2 separate regions of the Columba livia genome follow, and region 2 is linked to region 1. A link is a contact called in public Hi-C data. All regions are on one chromosome and are shown on one strand. The core of a region is the stretch at or near the end of the contact, and the rest is flanking DNA. Distances in the headings are between cores, read along the strand shown. Region 1 overlaps PIGN (phosphatidylinositol glycan anchor biosynthesis class N). Region 2 holds the start of RELCH (RAB11 binding and LisH domain, coiled-coil and HEAT repeat containing).

Region 1 (5,078 bases), core at 1,858-4,357:
GAGTTAAAGACAGCGCAATGCCCAAGGATCGATCAAGTGGTCAGGCAGGCTAAGGAATGAGCCAGAAGTGCTGTGGTAATCCTCAGCCAAAACAAAGAAACCATAAGCCAGCTAGCCAAAAGAAGTAAAAAGGCAGAGTTAAAACACACCCGATCAGACACTCTGACATGTTCATATACCGCAACATGGTTCCTTAATGTTATGTGATCTTCCTGAGAAGCCTGTAGGGTACAAATACTGGATGACAGCAGAGGCCACTGAGTGTACTTGCAAAAATTACACATTGCCCATAGAAAAGTGCAGCCTCCAGTGCTGGGCAGAATGGGTTTGAAGGCACAACAAAGACTGAAAATAACAAATATTCAGCTCAAATAAACCATCCCATATACAGCGAAAGTGGGAAGGAAATAATAAAGTATGAAAAACCCTAAAAGAACAGGAAAAAAGGAAGAAAAAGGATTTTCTCCTGCACCATCTCCTCTGGTAAGGACAACGTGCATGATTAGCAGCACTACTTAAACAGCAGCAGTTCCTCCTCTGGATTTGCAGGGAGGAATGCTGCTTTTTGATTCGCCCCTTACAACATTTTGCTAATGTGGACTCAGTGATTTTATGTGAAGTAGTACCTTTCACTTTGCAATCAGGTTAAATAAACTGGCATGTAAAGAAGCTGTTCTTATGTATTTTGTTTTCTGCTTCAACCTTCCCACTCAATGAGGTGACTGACACCACAGCACAAAAGCAGACCAAACTGGCAGGGCTCTGGAGAAATCATTTGTTGTATAGCAAAAGTTCACTCTTCATTCTGGAAATTAAGACGGCACCATGCAAGAGGAAGGGAGAAGAAACACATTCATGGAAATCTTTCTGTCTGAAATGGGACTTGTTCCTATCAGCACCTGGGATTGTATTCCTGTTGCTTCAGCAGTGACTGCCACAAGATTCCCAGTTCGATTTTTCCAGAGGTAACATTTCAACTCAGCCAAGGTGAATGCGAATCGTTTGCTTTTAGCGTCATGGGGGTTGGGCAGGGGTTGGGAATCCTCATAGGGCAGATGCTGCTGGGCAGAGCTCCATGGTGCCCACATGCCCAAGTGAGGTTGCCCGAGCACGTGCCTTTCGGGTCACAAGTATCCCTGACAGACTGAAAAGAGCAACAGCCATTTGGAAGGAGGTTTGAAGAAGAACTAGCTGATAAGGTTTGGAGTGGTTCAGCATTCCTTGCAAGAAACCCCTGACAGCCTGGTCAAATAGACTTTGATTTTCCAGTGACTATTATTAAGTGTCTATTAGTAATATATATTACATACTCCAGAAATAACTTTTCCACATGAAGCATTTGCAGCCTTTTTACCATATCCAATATGATGTGCAGGCACAAGTGGATTCTCCAGTCATTATAGATGTCTTTTAAGGGTGGTGGTGAGGAGGCATTACTGCCCCATTTGAATGGAGGTATCTATTAAAACTATAGCTTTATTAAATACTTGATTAGCACAAAACCACCCTTCACCAGGGATCTGTTTTGTAGTAGACATGGCAGAGTAGTTGCTCAGATATCAATATGATAAAAGGAGGGGAACCTGAAACGGGCAAGTAGAAATTACAACATTTTAGTGATGCTACTCCCACATATGCTGTAAGCCTTGCAGAGCAGTTCCCAATCTCTACATGAACATGTAGCAAAGGACACAGATTAACAGCAGTTACTGTCTATACTGATCTTTAGTGCCATGTTGTTTTTCATGGGGATAAGAAGGGCTGCTCCAGTGTCCCTAAGCAAAAGATTGCTCCTCGTTTTCCCATGGTTACATGCAGAATTACTGCTGCCCTTCAGGCCTGAAGTGGCTGAGTTTCAAGAGCATGCAGTATATTTGTCAAGGATAATGCATGTTGTGACTCCTCAGACTGAGAGAATTGTGAAAATGCATGCTGTGCAGGAGGAGACTTCGGGCATTAGTTGGAATCACCGCCCACTCCTCAGCAATAAGGCATTTCACATCAGATCTATGAGAGTTCCTGTTCAGTTCCACATGTGTGCATGAATGTGCATCATTGTGGCACATACTGGGGAAGGGAAGCACTTTTTGTTAAAACACACATACAAAAAATATTTCAAAAGCCTAACCAGGAGTGGTTTTACAGTCACATTTCTTTTTTTTTTTTTTTTTTTGGCAAAATAAGCATAGGCATATAGTAATGTATTTTATTTTCTCCACTAATTTGAATAAAATCTTCACTTTTTCTCAAGTAGATCTTTAAGATTTTTATTATAATTAATTGTGTGTATTACAATAGCAGCCAGAAGCCTTCACATTAGTGCCTAATGCATAGGGCCCTGTTGTACAAACAGATGTTAAAAAACAGCCCTAGCTCCAAACTGACAACAAAAGAAATCATGAGGATTTGGGGTCCATGTCTAAACATTCAGGCAAAGACCCAGGGATCACGCAGCATGCTGATGGGTGTGATATGGTTTCTTCACCTTTGGGTAGACTCTGGAGGCAAAAAAAGAATCGAATCTGTTGGCCCATCATGTTTGCCGTAAGGGAGCAGCCATGCTTGCTGATGATTCGAGCTTCAATCTTTGCTCGGTCACTGAGGACACTTAGGAAACTTCTAATTGTCTTCTCTGAAATCAGGATTTTGAGCCTGCTCTCTGGTGATGGATACAAACTAAGGGAAGAAAGAAGCTGCAGAGGGAGAAGGAGGAGGAGACAGACCTGCAGACAGGTAGTTTACCCAGAGCTGAGCACAAAAATCCGGTCCCTCCTGCCCTGTATGTGGGGCTGGTTGAATGCCTTCCGGTGAGGCTGATGTCCGGGATGAGTGCTTTCCAGAATAACAAGACTGAAAAAATGAAGATGAAGTGGGAAAATATCTGCACCACCTTGCATGGAGGTGATGGTGGCTCTGCTTCCTTGTCCCTACTGCACCAATGGCTAGGGGATAGAGAATAAGGCCAGAAGTGGCTAGAAAGAGGTTGTAAAGGATCCAGCAGGAAAGACAAAAGAATATCACAGATAAGGGTGAGCCTCAGTTACACACCTCCAAAAGAGCAGAGGTAGCTTGGGCCATCACTGAATGGGACAACCCACCTGCCTGGCTGAGTCTAGGCTAGGATGGTCTAGTTTTCTGAAGGCCATGCCGAGGTGAAAGGAAGATGGGTTGTTCATGCATCATATTTGCCAGCCACTTAAGACAGAGGTTTGCATGTCTGTGATGAACTTTATATGCCAGAAATACAAATAATGCAGAATTGTTCTCCTGAGAGGCGAAGGTGGCTAAGCCCATCCTTTTGTTTTATGGATGAGAAGCTCATCATGACACAGTGGTCACTTTGTCAGCTTTGTAGATGTTCTTCACCCCCAGAGCAGTACTACTGCAAACAGAGCAGCTATGCAGTGAACTCCTCAGCATTAAAAACCTTCCCAGAGAGGAGCCCTTCTTACCAAAGATCTCTTTCATCAGGGTAGATGAGATCACACTAGATAAGAGATCTCTTTGCTGTCCGGCAGGAAACACAGCACTGACCCTTCTGAAGGCTCAGACTGAAGATAGCCTCCAGCAGCACTCACGTGTGCAGGAGAATGTCAGAAAATTACCCCTTGTCAGGAAATCATTATAAATGTTATCTTTTTCTCTTGGGAGTTTCTTGAGTCTCTGTTCTCTTCACCTCTCTCCACAGTGGCTGGTGGAGGAGGCTGCAGGATACAGGACCTGAACCAAAGCCAACTGAGAAGTTGAGACTCTCTTCTAACTACAAGTGCTGTTATTATTTAAATCCAACCCTTTGGTGCTGCTGCTCATCAGTTCTCAGTGTAATAGTGGCTACGTTCTGATTTCAACTCAGACAGGCTGAGCTCTGGAAATAGCTTCATTCTACCGAAGTTGAACTCTGCTTATCAACGAAAATATCAGAGGGAATGGCAAAATTGTTCAGGCAGATGAAGGAACATGTCTTTGACCCTGACTAAAATCTCTGGTTTTGGGTAATCCTTCCCTCTCCTATCACTCAGAAAATGTCCACAGCTGGTTACCATAGATCCTTCCTTTACCTGCTAGCAGTTCTGTGTGTCAAACTTCAGTGTGGTTATTCATGGAGCAGTGTGCCAGGCACACATCACTCTCACCTTCAGGGCTATGACTTCCTCAGGTGAGGTGTAATAAGTCAGAGATGAATCAAGAGTCCAAAACTAAATGCTCTTTCCTCTGGGTTACTCTGATAGGCTTCTAAGGCATGCCAGCTCTATTTTGCCAGTTAATGCTCGCTTGGGGCAGCACTACACATATCCATATCTGCAAAATAATAAGGGGCACGCCAGGATCTTGGCTCTGGCACTGGTTTGAGACTGGAGTGTCTGCTTCCTTGGGGAAAGACGGAAAGGGCTGATGCCACCCATCCGGTCCCAACAGGGAGGCAGATGTTGGCAGCAGCACTATGCTTAGCGGCAGACGTAGCCACCCCTTCCCTCCACCACCACAGAGGCATCAAGAAGGCCCAAGACTCAGCAAAATAGGTGCAACTTAGTGGCAAAAAGAAAACCCCAAGGTAGAGCTCAGGGGTGCCTTTCAGTGCCGACCTCCATCATGTCACCCTCTGGGAGCACCCCACAACACTGCTCTCCACAGAGTCCCTGTCCCAAAGGATCTCCTCAACTCTCCTTTGTCGTTTGCCGGGAGAGGTGCAAGGGATTAGGGGGTAAGGGGGAGCCCATCGCCTTGTGAGGGAGGCAAGGGAGCCCTGCCACTGCTTCTGCAAGGGAGGCAGCATGCCCGGCTTCCAACGTGTGACTGTCCCTGCTGGTAACCTCCTCAGTGAGGGCATCATCACCCGTAACCAGCTCAGTGAGGGCACCACCACCAGCATGTGCACCACAAGGGTCCTTTCCAGCTGTAAAATTTCCCGGGAGACACCCAGAGGCAGCAACAGTCTCTGAATCTGTCACGACACCCGGGATATCGGCAGCCCCACGGCAGCCCCACACCCCCTCGTGAGCTGCCTGTTGGCGCTGAGGCCCATAGCAAGGACACCGTCTCGCCTCAGTTCAACACCTTCTCTGAGAAGTGTCCCAGCT
Region 2 (5,078 bases), core at 1,934-4,433, 120 kb after region 1:
AGCTAGTGCTAAGAATGAATTCCACCTTTAAACATTGACAAAAATAAAGAATTTTTTTTTAAATCTGACCACATTAAACATTTTTTTCACCGAAGCATAAAATTCAAGTGACCTTGAAATTACAATCATACCAAATTCCACTGCTTTCTACATCAATAGTTTCTATGAAGAAAACAATCAGTTTATTCTCAAATACCTTTTGGCATGTTAAAGCAAGAGAAGGTACCTCTCACATACATTCTCTGCAAATCTACATGTAAGAATCCAAGAATGCAGACAAAACAGACTGCACCTCTCAAGAGAACTGAACTTTTAAACTAACTTAGGAAACTATTCAGACTTACCATTGGATCTGACCTGCACCTTAGCCCTCTAAATCCAATAATACCAGATGCTTAAGAGGAAAGTAAAAAGACTCTTGCAAAGACCATGTAATTTTCAGCCCATCAGAGTCTTCTGCAATCTATTTTGTAACATTTGGAAACTACCTTAAATAGAGAGGCATGAGACTATCAGCCTTTGTTGACATTAAGCAGAATCAGGCTGAACAGCACTGAGACAATCACTAGCTCCATGCTAGACTCCAGACTGCAAGGAAGTCTAACAGCAATAAGTTAAAAAAATCTACTTGAGTTATAAAAAAATACATTTTTTTTAATTGTTCTGGTTCTGTCACTTCTCAATGTCACTCAGCATGAATTGCCTTTCAAATCCTTGTTGAGACAAAAACCTTTGAAAAGCATACTCTCATCTGTTGTAGATATCAGATTTCAAGACATACTTAACCTTTAACCTAAGGTCTAGCATGATATTTATTTTTACCACACCTCAGTATTATTAAACTGCTCCAAAATACGTTTTAGTCCCCCTCCTCTCTCTCTCTCCCCCCGCCTCCTTCCTGCTTTTTTTAATAGTAATGTCCCATCATCATCTATCCTTCAGCAGGTCAGCACAACAATCATTAAGATGTTCTCACATATATACTGGTCTAGAACTCCAATAGATCATTTTTTTGCATGCATAACAGCACAGTTACATAGGCTGCTGTTTTTCTAATTCTACAGTATGCACATTATCAATAACTGGAAACAATATATCATGTTAACAGGAAAAGAGAATGTTTAATCAATTGGATGAATTGACTGGAATCCCCAGGGAAGCTGCTTTTAATGAAATGGAAATTTATGTCAGTTCAAAGCACTGAAGTATGAGTTTTTCCAACATTCACCAATCCTATGATGAAGAAGACCACACTGAAGCCCTCAATTGGACAAAGCCAAGTATGAAATTCTAAGTATTCATAAACAAAATAACGAGAATATAAACAACACAGCATGAATTACAAAAAAATTCTAGACCATTTAAAAAGATATTAAAAAGAAATAACAAGTTGAAAGTTTAGATGTCTCCTATTATCCTAGACATCTAGATACTACCAGTTATTTCCAAATTTTAAGTCTAGCTGCATGTCTTCTCAACAGTAGAATCTTTTTTTAATCAAAAACAGAAATATAAAACTATTATGACATACCTTTAGGTGCCTTAGAAAGCACACATATATAAATAAACCTTTCAACTGTCTGCTAAACATACCTTCCATGTCAATATCATACCACGAGTTCATTAAGTCTTCACATGTCAGGTGGTTGGGCAGCTTCTCTCTCAAAGTCACTTGAAGAAGCTACTTCATTTTTAGAACTCAATGCTTCTTGGCAGTAACACTGACAATACGCACAACTTTATTCTAAGCCATCCAGTCCACTTTTGAAACACTCACGTTTTCAAGACCAGCTACGAGGTGATTTTCCAAATACCTGTACCACTTTTTCTCCCAAAACCTCTAGTAACCTAGTACATTTCACACCTCACAACTCCAAATCCCACAATGGTTAGCCAAAGACTGCAGGCACTTGGTAAGTATACGAGCATGAATTACAGGAAACAATTATTAGTTGTGCATGACATGTGAAACTCAGACCTATCCTTGGATGACTTAGCCATCCCAATGCATCAGCAAAAATAAGATGCTGGCTCCTCACACCCCAATTTTGACAGTGTTTAGACTTTAAATGTATGAGTCAGGGATTAAGAGTCAACTCTTTCTCCTAACAGCACAAGACTTATCTCTTAATAGCAGGCACTAGGGAAGGCACAAGAAATCCTAGGACAGCTAAAAATTAAGGTTGAAACTCCCAGCCCTCACATTTCTCCCACATTAGGCACACGCGTGACCTTCACAGAAAGACTGAGGCTCCATGCAATACATGACCGGGACCAGGGTAACCGCAGTCCTGGCATCCCATCTCCTCTGCCCCGGCGGCCCCGCACCTGCAGCCTGTCCCCGTCCCGCACGCAGGTCACAGAACACAAAAAGCGACGCAAACCGCCTCCCCCGCGACACGCACAGGGAAGGGCCGCCCTGGGAGAACCCCCCCGCTCCCCGCAGCCCGCTCCAGCACCGCCCGCCGCTCCCGCCCCCCCGTCCCCTGGGCCGGGTCACTTACTGAGCTGCCCGGAGCCGGGGTCCCTGCCGCCCGCTCCCCCGAGCACGCTGCCGCCCAGGCCGCCCAGGGCCCCGCCGGCGGGCGGCGTGCCGCTCTGCCGCTCGAAGTTGCCCGGGTTGGAGAAGAAATCGCGAAGCCGGGGCAGCTCCCGGCCGCTCTCCAGCAGCTCCGTGTGCAGCTCCAGCGCCGTCAGCAAGAACTGGTCCCGCAGGAGCTGCGCCGCTATCGCGTCCATCGGCACCCGCGGCGGCTCCCCCGCGCCGGGGCCCGAACCGGCCCCGCCGCCCGCCCCCGCACCGCCGCTGCCATCGCCCGGCGCCGCCGCACGGAAACCTGGCAGCTCCTCGGGGCTCCCCGCGGCTCCTGCCGCCTCCCGCTGCTGCCGCGGGTACGCCGGCCCGCCCGGCTCGTTGCTGCTGCTGCTGCCGCCGCCGGGCCTGGACTCCTCGGGCTCGTCCTCCTCGGAGTCGCTGAGGAAGGGGTTCACGCTGGTGCCCCCGCCCGTCGCCGCCATCTTACAACCCAACACGGCGCGACCACCGCCGAGGCGCTACCGCGGCAAAGGCTGCGCGGAACCGCCGCCGCAGCCAGTTCCGACGGAGCCGGGGCCGCTGCCAGCCCCTGCGCTGCTGCGGGCGCTGCCGCCGGCAGCAACACCGACTCCCGCCCGCCTCCTCCGCCGCCTCCCACCGGCCCCACTACCGCTTCCGGATCCCCGCACTCGCGAGAGCTCCCCCAGCCAACCGCGAGCGGCGCCCCGGCACTCAGACCCGCCCCCTCCGCGCGGGAGCCGGGCAGCAGCTGGGGGCGGGGCCTGAAGGAACAGCAGGTGCCTTGCCGAGGGGCGTGGCTTGCGGGCCACGCCCGGGCGGGGGGCGTGGCCAGGGAGAAGGAACTTCCAGGCGGAAGTGGAAGTTGCCGGGGTTCGTGGTGGGGGAGATGAGTGAGTTCTGGCGCTTGCGCACTGAGCGCTTCCCGCAGGGGCAGGGGGGCGGCAGCTGCTGGGCCGGGTACCTGGCGCTGGGTCTCTCTTGGCGGGGTCCCTTATTGCGGGGCTGGGCGCAGGACTGCGCCTTCCGGCCTCCGGAGAGCTATGACTAGTCTAGGGGCCTTGCGGCGGCCACCCAGCCTGTGGCTTAAGGGCGTCGCTGGGGTGGGAGCGGTGCGGGGCTCGGCTTCCGTGCCCGGGATGGTGCCCAGGCCGCAGGGCACCCGTCGGCTGTCTCGATGCCCGGTTTGTGTCGGCTGGAACCGTGTGGGGCCTCTGGGCCATGCGGGTTCTTGGGAGGGTGAGCCCTCTGCCCCCAATGGGCGTGAGCATCAGCTGTGCTTGGTAGGCCTGGAGTTAGGGGGGTGTTAATAAGTTGTGGATCTGGAAGCATGTCGCTTTCACTCTTACAAAAAGAGTGTAAAGGTGTTACCTGGCAAGAAACTTGAAGCCACAATGTAGCAACTGGTGATACTTGCTACTGTGGAAAGTTTGGCTCACTAGAAATGACACAAAACAGGGTCAGCATTGGTTTCTGTGGTTTCTTTGAAAAAATTGTCCTGTTCTATTTGCACTGTACTGATAGGAGTTCTGATAAAGCTGATTGACTACAGCTTTGGGGCTGAACCTTAGGAATAAAAGGAGAATTTATAACCTTTGGAAGAAGGGGCAGGCTACTCAGGAGGACTACAAGGATACCATGAAGTTATGCAGGGAGAAAATTAGAAGCACCAAAGCTTAACTAGAACTGAAACTGGCTATTGCTGTAAAAGGGAACAAAAAATGCTTCTATAAATACATCAGCAACAAAAGGACGGCTAAGGAGAATCTCCACCCTCTGGTGGATGTGGGTGGGAATATAGTGACAGAGATGAGGGAAAGGCTGAGGGGTTAAATGCCTTCTTTTCCGCAGTCTTTAATAGTAAGACCAGTTATGCCTCAGGTACCCAGCCCCCTGAGCTGGAAAACAGGGATGGGGAGCAGAATGAAGCCCCAGTAATCCAAGGGGAAATAGTTAGTGACCTGTTACACCACTTAGACACACACAAGTCTATGGGGCCAGATGGGATCCACCCAAGAGTTCTGAGGGAGCTGGTGGAGGTGATCACCAAGCCACTTTCCATTATCTTTCAGTAGTCCTGGTGAACTGGGGAGGTCACAGTTGACTGGAGGTTGGCAAATGTGACACCCATCTATAAGAAGGGCTGGAAGGAGGATCTGGGGAATTACATGTCTGTCAGTTTGACCTTAGTGCCAGCGAAGGTCATGGAGCAGCTCATCTTGAGTGACATCATGTGACACATATAGAACAACCAGGTGATCAAGCCCAGTCATCATGGGTTTATAAAAGGCATGTCCTGCCTGACCAGCCTGATCTTCTGTGACAAGGTGACCCGCTTAGTGAATGAGGGAAAGGCTGTGGATATTTAGACTTCAGCAAGGCCTTTGACACCATATCCCACAGCATTCTCCTGGAGAAGCTGCAGCTCATGGTCTGGATGGGTGAACTCTGCGATGGATAAAGAACTGGCTGGATGGCCGGGCCCAAAGAGTTGTGGTGAATGGAGCCCAATCCAGTTGGCAGC

Evidence for each region. A called contact is a pair of places that touch in the nucleus more often than the background predicts.
Region 2: a contact with region 1 is called in a Hi-C map of crop, with 4 times the contacts expected there. The contact joins the promoter of RELCH here to the enhancer-like site in region 1. A contact is called at or near these places in 2 of 2 Hi-C or Micro-C datasets (crop and liver).

What each region holds. Positions count from the first base shown.
Region 1 is chr2:75,730,269-75,735,346 of bColLiv1.pat.W.v2, forward strand. All of the region lies in intron 1 of PIGN (phosphatidylinositol glycan anchor biosynthesis class N), which reads left to right. It overlaps TNFRSF11A (TNF receptor superfamily member 11a), which reads right to left. Exons shown (of 10, transcript XM_021297558.2): 10 at 2,252-5,078. The coding sequence ends at 5,044. Among named protein-coding and RNA genes, the nearest start is that of TNFRSF11A, 28 kb to the right of the region's middle. Within about 2 kb of position 3,108, at least 1 of the 3 cell types and tissues checked has an H3K27ac peak away from gene starts, as active enhancers do.
Region 2 is chr2:75,847,951-75,853,028 of bColLiv1.pat.W.v2, forward strand. RELCH (RAB11 binding and LisH domain, coiled-coil and HEAT repeat containing) reads right to left here and starts at 3,184. Exons shown (of 28, transcript XR_010470319.1): 1 at 2,505-3,184. All of the region lies in intron 1 of PIGN (phosphatidylinositol glycan anchor biosynthesis class N), which reads left to right.